Linked DNA regions of Sus scrofa: all the other regions are linked to region 1. The links are chromatin contacts, called in public Hi-C and promoter capture Hi-C maps. All regions are on one chromosome and are shown on one strand. The core of a region is the stretch at or near the end of the contact, and the rest is flanking DNA. Distances in the headings are between cores, read along the strand shown.

Region 1 (3,394 bases), core at 393-2,892:
AACGTGTAGATAAAAGCATATAAATGTAAAATGTAAAAAATGTACAAATATGTATAAATAAATGTAAAAATGTAAAAAATAAATTCTATGTAATATAAACATTAAAAATATTAAAATGGGAGTGCCTGCTGTGGCACAACGGGATTGGTGGCATTTTGGGAGCACTGAGATGCAGGTTCAGCCACAGCAACGCTGGATCCTTAACCCACTGAGCAAGGCCAGGGATCAAACGGGCAACCTCATGGTTCCTAGTAGCATTCGTTTCTGCTGCGCAAGAACAGGAACTCCCTTAAGAAAAATTCTTTTTTTTTTTTTTTTTTTTTTTGTCCTTTTGCTATTTCTTGGGCTGCTCCCGCGGCATATGGAGGTTCCCAGGCTAGGGGTCGAATCGGAGCTGTAGCCGCCAGCCTACGCCACAGCCACAGCAACGCGGGATTCGAGCCGCGTCTGCGACCTACACCACAGCTCACAGCAAAGCTGGATCCTTAACCCACTGAGCAAGGGCAGGGATCGAACCCGCAACCTCATGTTCCTAGTCGGATTCGTTAACCACTGGGCCACGACGGGAACTCCAGAAAAATTCTTAAGGTAAGGTGTGAGAAATACTTTTGGAACCAAGGAGTCTATTTTGCTGAACTGCCTCCAAAATTATTTTTCGTCCAATTTCTCATCCATGAGTTTTGCAGGTCATTAAAAAAAAAAAATCCGGAGTTCCCCTCGTGGCGCAGTGGTTAACGAATCCGACTAGGAACCATGAGGTTGTGGGTTCGATCCCTGGCCTTGCTCAGTGGGTTAAGGATCCGGCGTTGCCCTGAGCTGTGGTGTAGGCTGCAGATGTGGCTCGGATCCCGCGTTGCTGTGGCTCTGGCGTAGGCCGGTGGCTACAGCTCCAATTTGACCCCTAGCCTGGGAACCTCCATATGCCCCGGAAGGGGCCCAAGAAATCACAGAAAGACAAAAAAAAAAAAAAAAAAAAAAAAAACCCACTTGGTCAAAACGCATCTCGTTTAAGGTTAGTAAATTCGATTTTCTGCTACTAATATTAGGAAAGCTGCTTCCTCCTTTTCCCAGAGAGTTCTGTTTTTAAGACATAAAACGTCATGTAATTCCCTTATACTTTAGGTTTCTATCACGCTTTAAATACAAGCATATGGTACCAACATTCACTTTAACAATATCAATATTAAGAGATCCCTATGTTCTAAAACTCTGCGGTGATTATAGCCTCTAGGAGAGTCGGAACTGACTTGGGAAGTACAGAGCTGAGTAATCTTTATGTAATTGTAAGACCTGTTATTTACGTTTTCACCTCCCTTTCGTTTTATTACACGTACGTATTTACACTGACCCTGGAAAACGGAGAAAGTATTTTTCCCAGACGAATTTATCAAACGTAAGTAACTGAAAAATCTATCTTAAAACCTCACCTCAATGCCGCTCACAAAAGCAAAAATCCCGGGTAAAATTTTCTTGTACGAGGAGGGCAAAAAGGGATTTCCTTGACTAAAATTCACCAGCGCCTCTCACCCGAAAAACCGACAAAATGCCGAGGTCACGAGGACGGAAGGACACGGAGACTCGGTCAACACCAGCGTGTCCCCTGTCGCTCGAGACCTCGCCTCCGAAGCTTCAGGGCCCCGCCCCCGCAGAGACCCGCCCTCTGGAGCCCCATCTCTCCGCCCCAACCTAGATCCCGCCCCAACTGAGCCCAGTCTCCCCGCCCTCTCCGAGACCCTGCCCTCTGGAGCTTTTTTTCCCCCGCCCTTAAAGAAACCCCGCCCTCCCGAGCCCATTTCCCCGCCCTCGCCTAGATCCCGCCCCCTTGAGCCTAGTTTTCCGGCCCCAGCAGACCCTGCTCCTCTGGATCCTGGTCTCCCCGCCTTTAAAGAGACCCCGCCCCCCGGGGCACCGTCTCCGGGCCCTCTCCGAGACCCCGCCCTCCCAGTGGCGGGGCCGTACTAGTCAGTGCCAGAGGCAGATCCCGAAGAAGGTCGTGGCGCTATAACGGGAAAGACGCTAGTCCTCCGAAAGCGAAAGGCTCAGAGCCCCGACCTAGGAAGGTCCTGAGGCGGCGGGAGGTGCTGCTACCGCGTCCTCCAGCCTTGGCCTAAGCAGTTCTAGTGTCCCCCCACTGGATGCCGTTGGGCCCCTCCTAGCGGGCTCCAATTGGGAGCCTTGGGGGCGGAGCCAGGCGAGAGGAGGGTGCTGGGGGGGGGGGGAGCACAGCTGTACAAAGTCGGTTGGGCGGGTCCTCGTGCGTGTCCTAGAAGGACCGTGCAGCCGGAGACTCAAAGAATGCTTTTTTCTGAGCTCTTGCAGCTTGGTGCTGGGAGACAATGTTTCAGAACTGGTTTGTTATACAGCAGTAAATAACCGATAAATCCCTCTTCACTATTCTTTATTTCCAAACTTTCTTGTCCTTCTCAAAAATGTTTCAAGTTCTTTGAACTTGTCTTAACATTTGTACATTAATCTTGGAGCTGTTAATTTAAATCTATCCAGTTTTTTGGGGTTTTTTTCTTTTTAGGGCCGCACCTGCGGCATCTGGAAGTTCCTGGGCAAGGGGTCGAATCAGAGCTGCAGCTGCGGACTATGCCACAGCAACGCCAAACCTGAGCCACATCGACCACCTAAGCCACAGCTTGTGGTAACACAGGATCCTTAACCTACTGAGCAAGGCCAGAGATCGAACCGAATTCTCATGGATACTACGTAGATTTCTTAACCCACCGAGCCACAACAGAAACTTCTATCTCGTTTTATATAATAAATAGTGGATTTTTAGACATTATGTATGTACATGTTTATATCTTTTATATATGTATAATTTTTTGGTTTTAAGCAGTTACTATTGTTTCCCTGAATACTTTTCTTTCATTCATTCATTTAGGGAATATTTGAGTCATGCATTCACAAAACTTTTATTTCAATTGGGGAGGAGGACAGATAGTAGAATAAATATATACAAGAGAACATGTCATACGTGATTGCCACAATGGAATATTCCTAGCACTTTTCCAAATTGCATTCAATGGCGGTTCATTCGATAATTTATTTTTAACAACTTTTTTTTTCTTTTTTGGCCACACCTGAGGCATGTGGAAGTTCCCGGGCCAGGGACCGAACTAGCTCCACAGCAGTAACCTGAGCCACAGGGGTGACAACACTGATCCTTAAACTGCTGCACCACAATGGGAACGCTTTTAGGGTGTTAAAGTTTAAATTTTTCTTCAACTGGTTGTATCTTTCTATTAGTTTAACTCCTAGACACTGTACATAAACATCTAAATTTTCATTTCCATTTGATTATTATTGGGGAGTTTTGAGAGATGAGGGGCATGCTCTGATTTAAATCATAGATATAAATCAGAATATCCAGCTGGTAAAGTAGATA
Region 2 (3,599 bases), core at 209-2,708, 2.6 Mb before region 1:
CCAGGGCCACAGATGTCCGGGCCTTGGTGAGAAGTAGGTCCGGTTAGAGTTAGAGGCTCCCCACCACTGAGCCCCGCCCCCACCCCTTTTCAAAAAGAAAACTTGGTTCTTAAACGCAGGTCTGCAAAGCTCAAAACAGAATTCAGACTTTATCTCTAAGGGACTAAGAATAAAGAGTCAAAGGAGAGAAATTAAGTGCTCAGAGAACTTGTAGAATTGGAAAATAGCTACATAAACATCACACAGACTATCAGCCTTAAACCAAAAACAAAGCAGAAAGTTGTTAACTGTAACTATTCCCTCAGCTTCCCTTCCAAAGAAAAACTTAAGCATGTAAGGGTTTTCTGTGCTCTCAAGACTACTTTTCATGGGCTATATATAAGGAACACACGGGGTTTCAGGCTCCGTCTAACTAACCAGAGGTCAGGATCAGGGTGGGGCCCCCTCACCAAACATGATGTTGTATTCGGAGTCTCCATGCATGTCTGTCTGGTCCAAACCATCTGGAAACAGCTTCACGTATCCACCCCCACAGTCGATGTTCTGTTCGTGTTTCACCGTGAACTGCACTACCAGCGTCTGACCCTTGTTGCTGAAGGGCTCAAATCTGGCCGACAGAGCGTAAAACCGGGCATCCTGGCTTGTCTGTAGCCCTAGCAAGGGACGATAGTGAGGTCACGGCTCAGCCCAATCCCCGGAGTACCCTTATGTGGGAAATAGAGACGACTGCCCCTTCCTCCCCCTGCTCTGTTCCTAGGGGTACCCAAGCTGTGTGATGATTAGGAGCTTCCTCCAGGAAGTCCTCCTGGATCTGAGAACCCATCCCTAGGTTCTTACCTTTATCTTTCTCCTGGTCACCGTAGAATTTGCCGGAACTGAGAACGAATCTGCCAAAATCCGGTTTGTGTTTGGATTCAATCCAGCGATCAGTCCACCCGTCTAGGGGACCAGAGGAGCAGGTCAGCGCGGCCTTGCTCATCACCCCCCAAAAAACATCTACCAAGACCCACAAGCTGCTAGGGTCAAATAAAGAGCTATTCTTCTCTCTGACTTCCCCTACCCCGGCCTCTAGTTTGACATCTCTAATGGCTTAAGAGAGCCTCGGGCGAGCCCTAACTCCGGCCGCAGAAGGCCGCTGCGCCCTCCACGCTCCTCAGGGACGGAGAAGGAAGGATCGCCTTGCGGCTTTAGTCCCTGAAGACTACCGTGTTGGCCCTCTGAGCAGTAATTACAGAAGACACGCAGATATGGGCTAGGTGGCCAGCCGCCTCGTTAGAGAGGCCTCGAGGCGGGACTAAAGCTTACCTCCGTCCAGAAATTGCTCCTTGAAGTAAATAGTGGGTTCAGCGGCGGCCAGGCCGACAAGGCCGAGCAGTAGTGGGACTGGGAGCAGCATGGCGGGCCGAGGGGGCGGCGGCGCGCGGGCCCCTTAAGTCACTCCTCCAGCAGCCGCTCTGCAGTACGGACGGACGCTACCGCCGGCCGCGAGCCTTTATACCGGGCCCGCTCTCAAACCAACCTGGTCCTGCCTCTTTGACCCTCCTCCCCCGCCGTATCATTGGTCTGTGGCTATAATCCTGCCTTTCCATTGGATCTTTGTCGGCTCAGCATGTTCGGCTGTGCCTCGGCACGCTGGGTTCCCAGATGGCCGATTTCTATTGGCCGCACCACTGGCCAATGAAGGTCGACCACGCGTTGTGGGGGACGCCCACCGGTGGAGTGGGGGCCTCCAGCCCCTCAGGCTAGGTCATGTGACCAGACCTCGGCCCAACCCCGCCCTAGCCCGCGAGCCTGTCTTCACAGCTGGGCGTTTAAAGAACGCGCGCGAGTGCAGGTGCCACTGCGCTGAGCTATGACCCTGTTCCAGCCTCGCCTCTGCTCATCCCCTCTATGGGGCTGGGTGGGCAAGGTTTTCCTAGCCTTTTTCTGTTGCGAATTTGGGGAGCCTCTCTAATTCAACCCTCTCTTTTTCTCTTCCTCTTTCTTTCTCTCCAGTCACCCCGCCCTGCCCAGGATGAGGCAGAGGTCACCGGGCCCTGGGGCTTCATTTCACCCTAGCGCCAGAGCCATGCAGCCTTGCGGGGATAGTGCGGGCTCTCTCCTCCATGTGGCTCCTAGTGTCCTGGCCGCTTTGTCAAGACTGCTGCTGTGTGAAATGGGTCAAGTCACCTAGCCTCTCTGAAGTCACAGGAGCTCCTGAAAGGCCAAGAGGAGCGACGCTGGCCAGCTGCTGCCTGGCAGAAGTGCTTTCAAAGATCTTAGGGACGTCCTGGGACAAAAGGAAGGAAGCCCAGATGGCTTGAAGATGTGACTACAGGCTGTGGCTCCGTAGGGTTGTTCCCTTTATTGGAGCCTCTCCAATATATACCCTCCACCCTTTCCTCAGCCGGTAGACTGAAAGGGGTCACTGTCTTGTGGTCTCCCACAAACGGCTCGCTTTTGCAATTAAACGGCTAAAGAGGAGGGGGCAGGGGGTTCAGTTGGGGAGGGAGTAAAAGGGACAGATGGTGGGGAAGATAAGGTCCAAGAGAGGTGGGCAGGACCCCTAAATCTGGAGCCTTCTTCTGAAGCCAGAGGCGCATGACAGTGACTGACACCAGCTCCCTGCCCCTAGGCTACAGGAAGGAGGAAGGAGAGCTGGGGGTTTCCCAAACTATGAGCAAATAGGCTCTGGACCTGGGAAGTGGGAGGGAACTTTGGAAGGAGGGTAGGTAGGGGTGCTTCCCCTCTAGTGGTGGGAACTCAGAAAAGGGAGGAATGAGGGATCTTGGAGAAGTTGTGGTTCTGCCCCTTCCCCAAGGCAGTATCCAGTAGGGGTGCCCAACCTGCACCCCTCCTGCCCCATCCCCCCCAGGACCCCAAAGGAACTTCCAGTGACTTGCTTTCCCTCCCTTTCACATGTGTCATGGACATGTGGTCTTGGTGCTTCCTGCCAGAAGGTAGACACTGTACCTGTTAACCTCACAATCCCCCTGCAGGTGTTCTGCAGCACCTGTCACAGAACAAACTTAAAACCTACTTTATGTGTGACAGAAGGAAGGAAAGAAGGGTTCTTGCTAGAATTAAACAAAAATGGGTAAAGCATTTTGAAGTTAGAAGGAGATTTTGAGAGAGTTCCCATTGTAGCCCAGTGGGTTAAGAACCCGATGCACTGTCTGTGAAGATGCAGGTTCATTCCCTGGCCTTGCTCAGTTGGTTAAGGATCTGGCATTGCCTCAAGCGGCAGTGAAGTTCACAGATGCAGCTGGGATCTGGGGTGGCTGTGGCTATGGTGTAGGCTGGCAGCTGCAACTCCTATTCCATCCCTAGCTGGAAATTTATACATGCCAGCTGTGGCAAAAAAAAAGAGAGAGAGAGAGAGACCTTGATGGGTACATTCTGAGTTTTTGTTAAGACTTTACTGAAAGTCCAGACAGGGGGATATCAGTAACCCCATTTTCCAGGCTCAAATAACAATTATGATGGCTAAATAAGTAAATGCATACTGCTTAAAATAGCACCTAACACACAATCCACACTCAAAAAAAATTTTTTTTTCTTTTTAGGGCCACATCTTCCGCGTTTGGAAGTTCCTAGGCTAGGGGCTGAATCGGAGCTGC
Region 3 (3,591 bases), core at 323-2,822, 2.8 Mb before region 1:
GCCGCTTGCGGCTGACTTTGGCAGGGCGCGGGGCACAGGGGGCAGGGGTCTCCTCGATTCTCGGCGCCTCCTGCGTGTCCATGGGTTCCGGAGAGGGAGGCTCACCGTCGGGGAGCGCTGCATTGGCTGCGGCTTCCGCTTCTCGCGGTGGGTGTAGGCGAGGATCAGGGGAGCGGGCGGGTGGCAAGGGCACCTCAGGCTCGTGGGCTTCCACCTTTGCCGAAAGGTAGAGCTCCCGGGCGCTACGCATGACCAGCGACAGCTGCAGACTCCGGTGCAACCGTAGGCCACCGCGCTGCATGCGCGAATGGTACATCTTCCAAACGGACAGGGTCATAATGCGTTGCGCCTCTTTCTGCACTTCCATGACGACTCGACGGCGGGACCGAGGTTTGGCGGGGACTCTGGGCTGGGCAGGGGAGGTGGCAGGTGCACTCCAGACTATGCGTTCGTTCACGCCTCTCTCTGCGGAGATACCCACACTGAGAGACTAGTAGGACGCTCTGCCCGGCCGCCCGCCACCCGGGCCCTTTTGTACCCAGTGTGATGTCACGGAGACGCCCCGCCCAATCAGAGAGCCGCATCCGGGCTTTCCGCAGCGCAGCGGGGCTAGAGACTCCTTAAAGGGACAGGGTGGGATTTACCCTGAGATGAAAAGGGACCCGAACTTGTAGAGGGTGAGCGTTCCCCAGTCCAAGCTGACCTCTCCCGGCGGTATCCTTTCTCAGTGGCCCCAGTGCATCCTTGCGCAGGCCCAGTGTAGGGGGGCCGTAGGTGGGGCTCAGGGCCGACCCACGGGTTGCGTCTGTAGAGCCCAGCGAGCTGGCCTTAGCTTGTAAGTTTCCTTTCGCACCTGGGAAGACCCGGGTTCCAGCCGGTACATCCCCCGTGGGAACAGTGCCTAGCATCTACCAGTCTCTTAATTAACGTTTTTTTGTTGTTAATAACGATGCTAGCAACATTTATTAAGCACTTACTATGTGCCACGCGCTAAAGTCTTTCCTTTCATAAATATGTTATTGATCTCTCACCTCCACTCCGCGGAGGGTAGTTATATCTGATTTCTTCAGGTGGGGAAACCTAGACAAGAGTGATTCGTCCAATATTTGCTAAACAAATAAATGGGCTACTGCGGTGAAACGAGACCGTTTGGGCCTCCAGCCCTCTCCATTCCCCTCCGTATGGAAGCGGTAAGAAGGCGGGACACGCTGGTTGCGTTGCCTTAGAGCAAAGATGCCCACTCCACGGGCGGCGGATGTCTGCAGACACAAGTGCAGTCCAGGCTGCCATCTCTGCGCTCCGCAAGAATCACCCTCCCACTTCGTCTGTTTCCCTAGGCACGAAATCCACCGTGGGCGTGGAACTCGTAAGGCGGAGTACCCAGCCGCAACACAACCCGAGTGAGCACGTGGCTGTGGCCCCCCAAACGACGCAGCGGTGCTCCGCCTCTGCTCCCCAGGAGGCGGAGTTGGGGTAGAAGCTGAAAACTGAACAACTCAGAAATAGAGCAGATAGAAAACAGCCGCCCCACCTTCCGCTTCGCACTACAGTTCCAAGGAAACCTAATTCCAGTTACTCAGGAAAAAAAAAAAAAAAAAAAAAAAGCAATACGGTTCGAATAGTTCCATTCATTCGTGGTGCGGGCCCTTTAAGGGAAGGCTCCACCGCCCCCAACTCTTGCGCGAGCCTTCCCGCCAAGAGATCTGCTAGACTTCCACCACTAAATTTGGAAGTAATGACGTAGAGCGTGCGCGTGAGCCGCTTCCGGCTGCCCATATAAGGACAGGAACCCGGATCTCGATACGGGACAGCCACGGGCTTCTTCCGGGCGGGGGTGGTGCCTTAGCCTCCGGACACGCCCCCTCCGCTCTTTCTCTCCCGGCAGCTAGGGCTGGCTGGAGCCCCCGGTTTCCGGAGCGGCGTTCAGCCCGGCCCACAGAGAGGAAGGAGAAAGTTTCGCTTCCTTCCCTCCGGAGACCGGGAAGATGTGACGCCCCTCCAGAAAAGCCCCTGCTGGCGTGTAGGGGCTACCTCACTGTTCACTCTGACGCCGTATCCCAGAGATCTACACAAAGACCTTGCCAACTCAAGCAGCTACTCCCTGAGGACTCTCATTCTGGTCCCCTCCATGGAGATCCTGCCCCTCCCCTTAAAGTGATCCTCCTTTGCACCTCTGGATCACGCTCAGGTCCCCCATCTCCAACTCTGACACATGGGGGGGTCAATTATTCTCTCTTCTAAAAGACTTCTCCCAAAACCGCTCCCATTCAGCGATCCTGCCATATATTACTCGCTGAGAACGTCCTCATCCCCGCTCCCCCACACTCCCAATCCCACGAAACTCCACAACGACATCCCCCGCCCAGGCGCTGTCTCTGACACACAACAGGGGCGACCTTCTGAGGGTTTCTTAAGATAGCCCGCTCCAAGAATCAGGACCCCACTCGGGCAACGGTCCCCCCCACCAATAAAAAAAAAATGCTTTCTCGGAGACCCCACACATAAAGGTTCTGTCGCACAGGCGGCCACCCTGAGTCCCTCTCCAGACATTCCCTGGTCCCACTCCACGCGCAAAGGACTTCATTGCAGGCTATCTTCAGAGTTGCCCCCACCACACTCCCTCCCACGACCCCCAGGTCGCACCCAGAAAGATCCTACCCTCCAGAAGCATTTCCAGGGCCCCCATCCAGGGCCATCCTGCCCCGGGATGCTTCCCTCCTCCGCAGGAAAAAAAGAGGAGGGGTAAATCAAACAGAACTCGTCACAGAATGCCTGCAGTTCACCCTGGCCCCGCGGGAAGGTGGAGAGACCACCCATCCCCATACTGCTCCCCAAACCTGTCACACCTGACCCTGGGCTGGAACCATCTTCCAGGACAGGATCTAGGTGCAGGAGCATCATAAAGATGATCTACTAATTGAAGGAGCCACTTCCCCAGCCATAATCTGACCGGATTTGAAGGAGACTATTGTTATTTATATTGCCCAGAAGGGAAACCATGGTTGCGCAGCAACAATCCGAAGGCCTGGGTCTTCAACCAAGGCGTAGGGAGCTCTGACTCGAACCCAGCCAGACAGAACTGACACATCTGTGGACCAAGATGCGAAGAGGAATAGGTACGGGCAGGAAGCCGTTTCCGCCCACAACCAAGATGGCCGAAGAGAGAGCGGAAATTTCCACACTTCGGGCCTCTAAGGCCTCTCTTTCTCCCCTTGTGGCTCCGCTCTCGTTGGTGGCCTGGGTCACGTGACGGGAGCGGGCGGGTGGGTGACGGCGAGTTCTGCATTGCTTGGAGGGAACCTGCGTCCAAGGCCGAGAGGGGAGGGGGCTCGGCCTCGGGCGGGTGGGAGGCGTGATATGTCTCTCGAAGATCCGTTTTTTGTAGTACGAGGGTGAGTGACAGCGAAGGGGGAGGGCAGAGGGTGTCCTGTCCCCCTGCCAGCCAGTGCCCGGGTGCCAGCCGGAGCGTGCCAGGTATTCTGGGCACCACCGTCGGGATTGCCCCGTGGCCGTGTGGGAGGGGTACACAGGGGGATATGAGGGTCTCGTGAGCCCCCAATTCGTTTGGGTGCGCAGTATGGGCAGGAAGAC

Evidence for each region. Promoter capture Hi-C pulls out the DNA fragments that hold promoters and counts their contacts. A called contact is a pair of places that touch in the nucleus more often than the background predicts.
Region 2: a promoter capture Hi-C map of liver shows a contact between it and region 1, with 7 times the contacts expected there. The contact joins the promoter of CALR here to the promoter of LOC100738906 in region 1. A contact is called at or near these places in 1 of 5 promoter capture datasets (liver) and 2 of 47 Hi-C or Micro-C datasets (heart right ventricle and skeletal muscle).
Region 3: a contact with region 1 is called in a Hi-C map of liver, with 4 times the contacts expected there. The contact joins the promoter of IER2 here to the promoter of LOC100738906 in region 1. A contact is called at or near these places in 1 of 5 promoter capture datasets (liver) and 2 of 47 Hi-C or Micro-C datasets (liver and skeletal muscle).

The regions. Positions count from the first base shown.
Region 1 is chr2:68,676,009-68,679,402 of Sscrofa11.1, forward strand. It overlaps LOC100738906 (zinc finger protein 177-like), which reads right to left and starts at 1,643. Exons shown (of 6, transcript XM_021083777.1): 1 at 1,428-1,643.
Region 2 is chr2:66,100,616-66,104,214 of Sscrofa11.1, forward strand. It overlaps CALR (calreticulin), which reads right to left and starts at 1,459. Exons shown (of 9, transcript NM_001174133.1): 1 at 1,306-1,459; 2 at 838-939; 3 at 450-653; 4 at 1-22. The coding sequence starts at 1,396.
Region 3 is chr2:65,910,919-65,914,509 of Sscrofa11.1, forward strand. It overlaps IER2 (immediate early response gene 2 protein), which reads right to left and starts at 1,573. Exons shown (of 1, transcript XM_003123342.4): 1 at 1-1,573. The coding sequence starts at 367. It overlaps STX10 (syntaxin-10), which reads left to right and starts at 3,214. Exons shown (of 8, transcript XM_003480777.4): 1 at 3,214-3,392. The coding sequence starts at 3,358.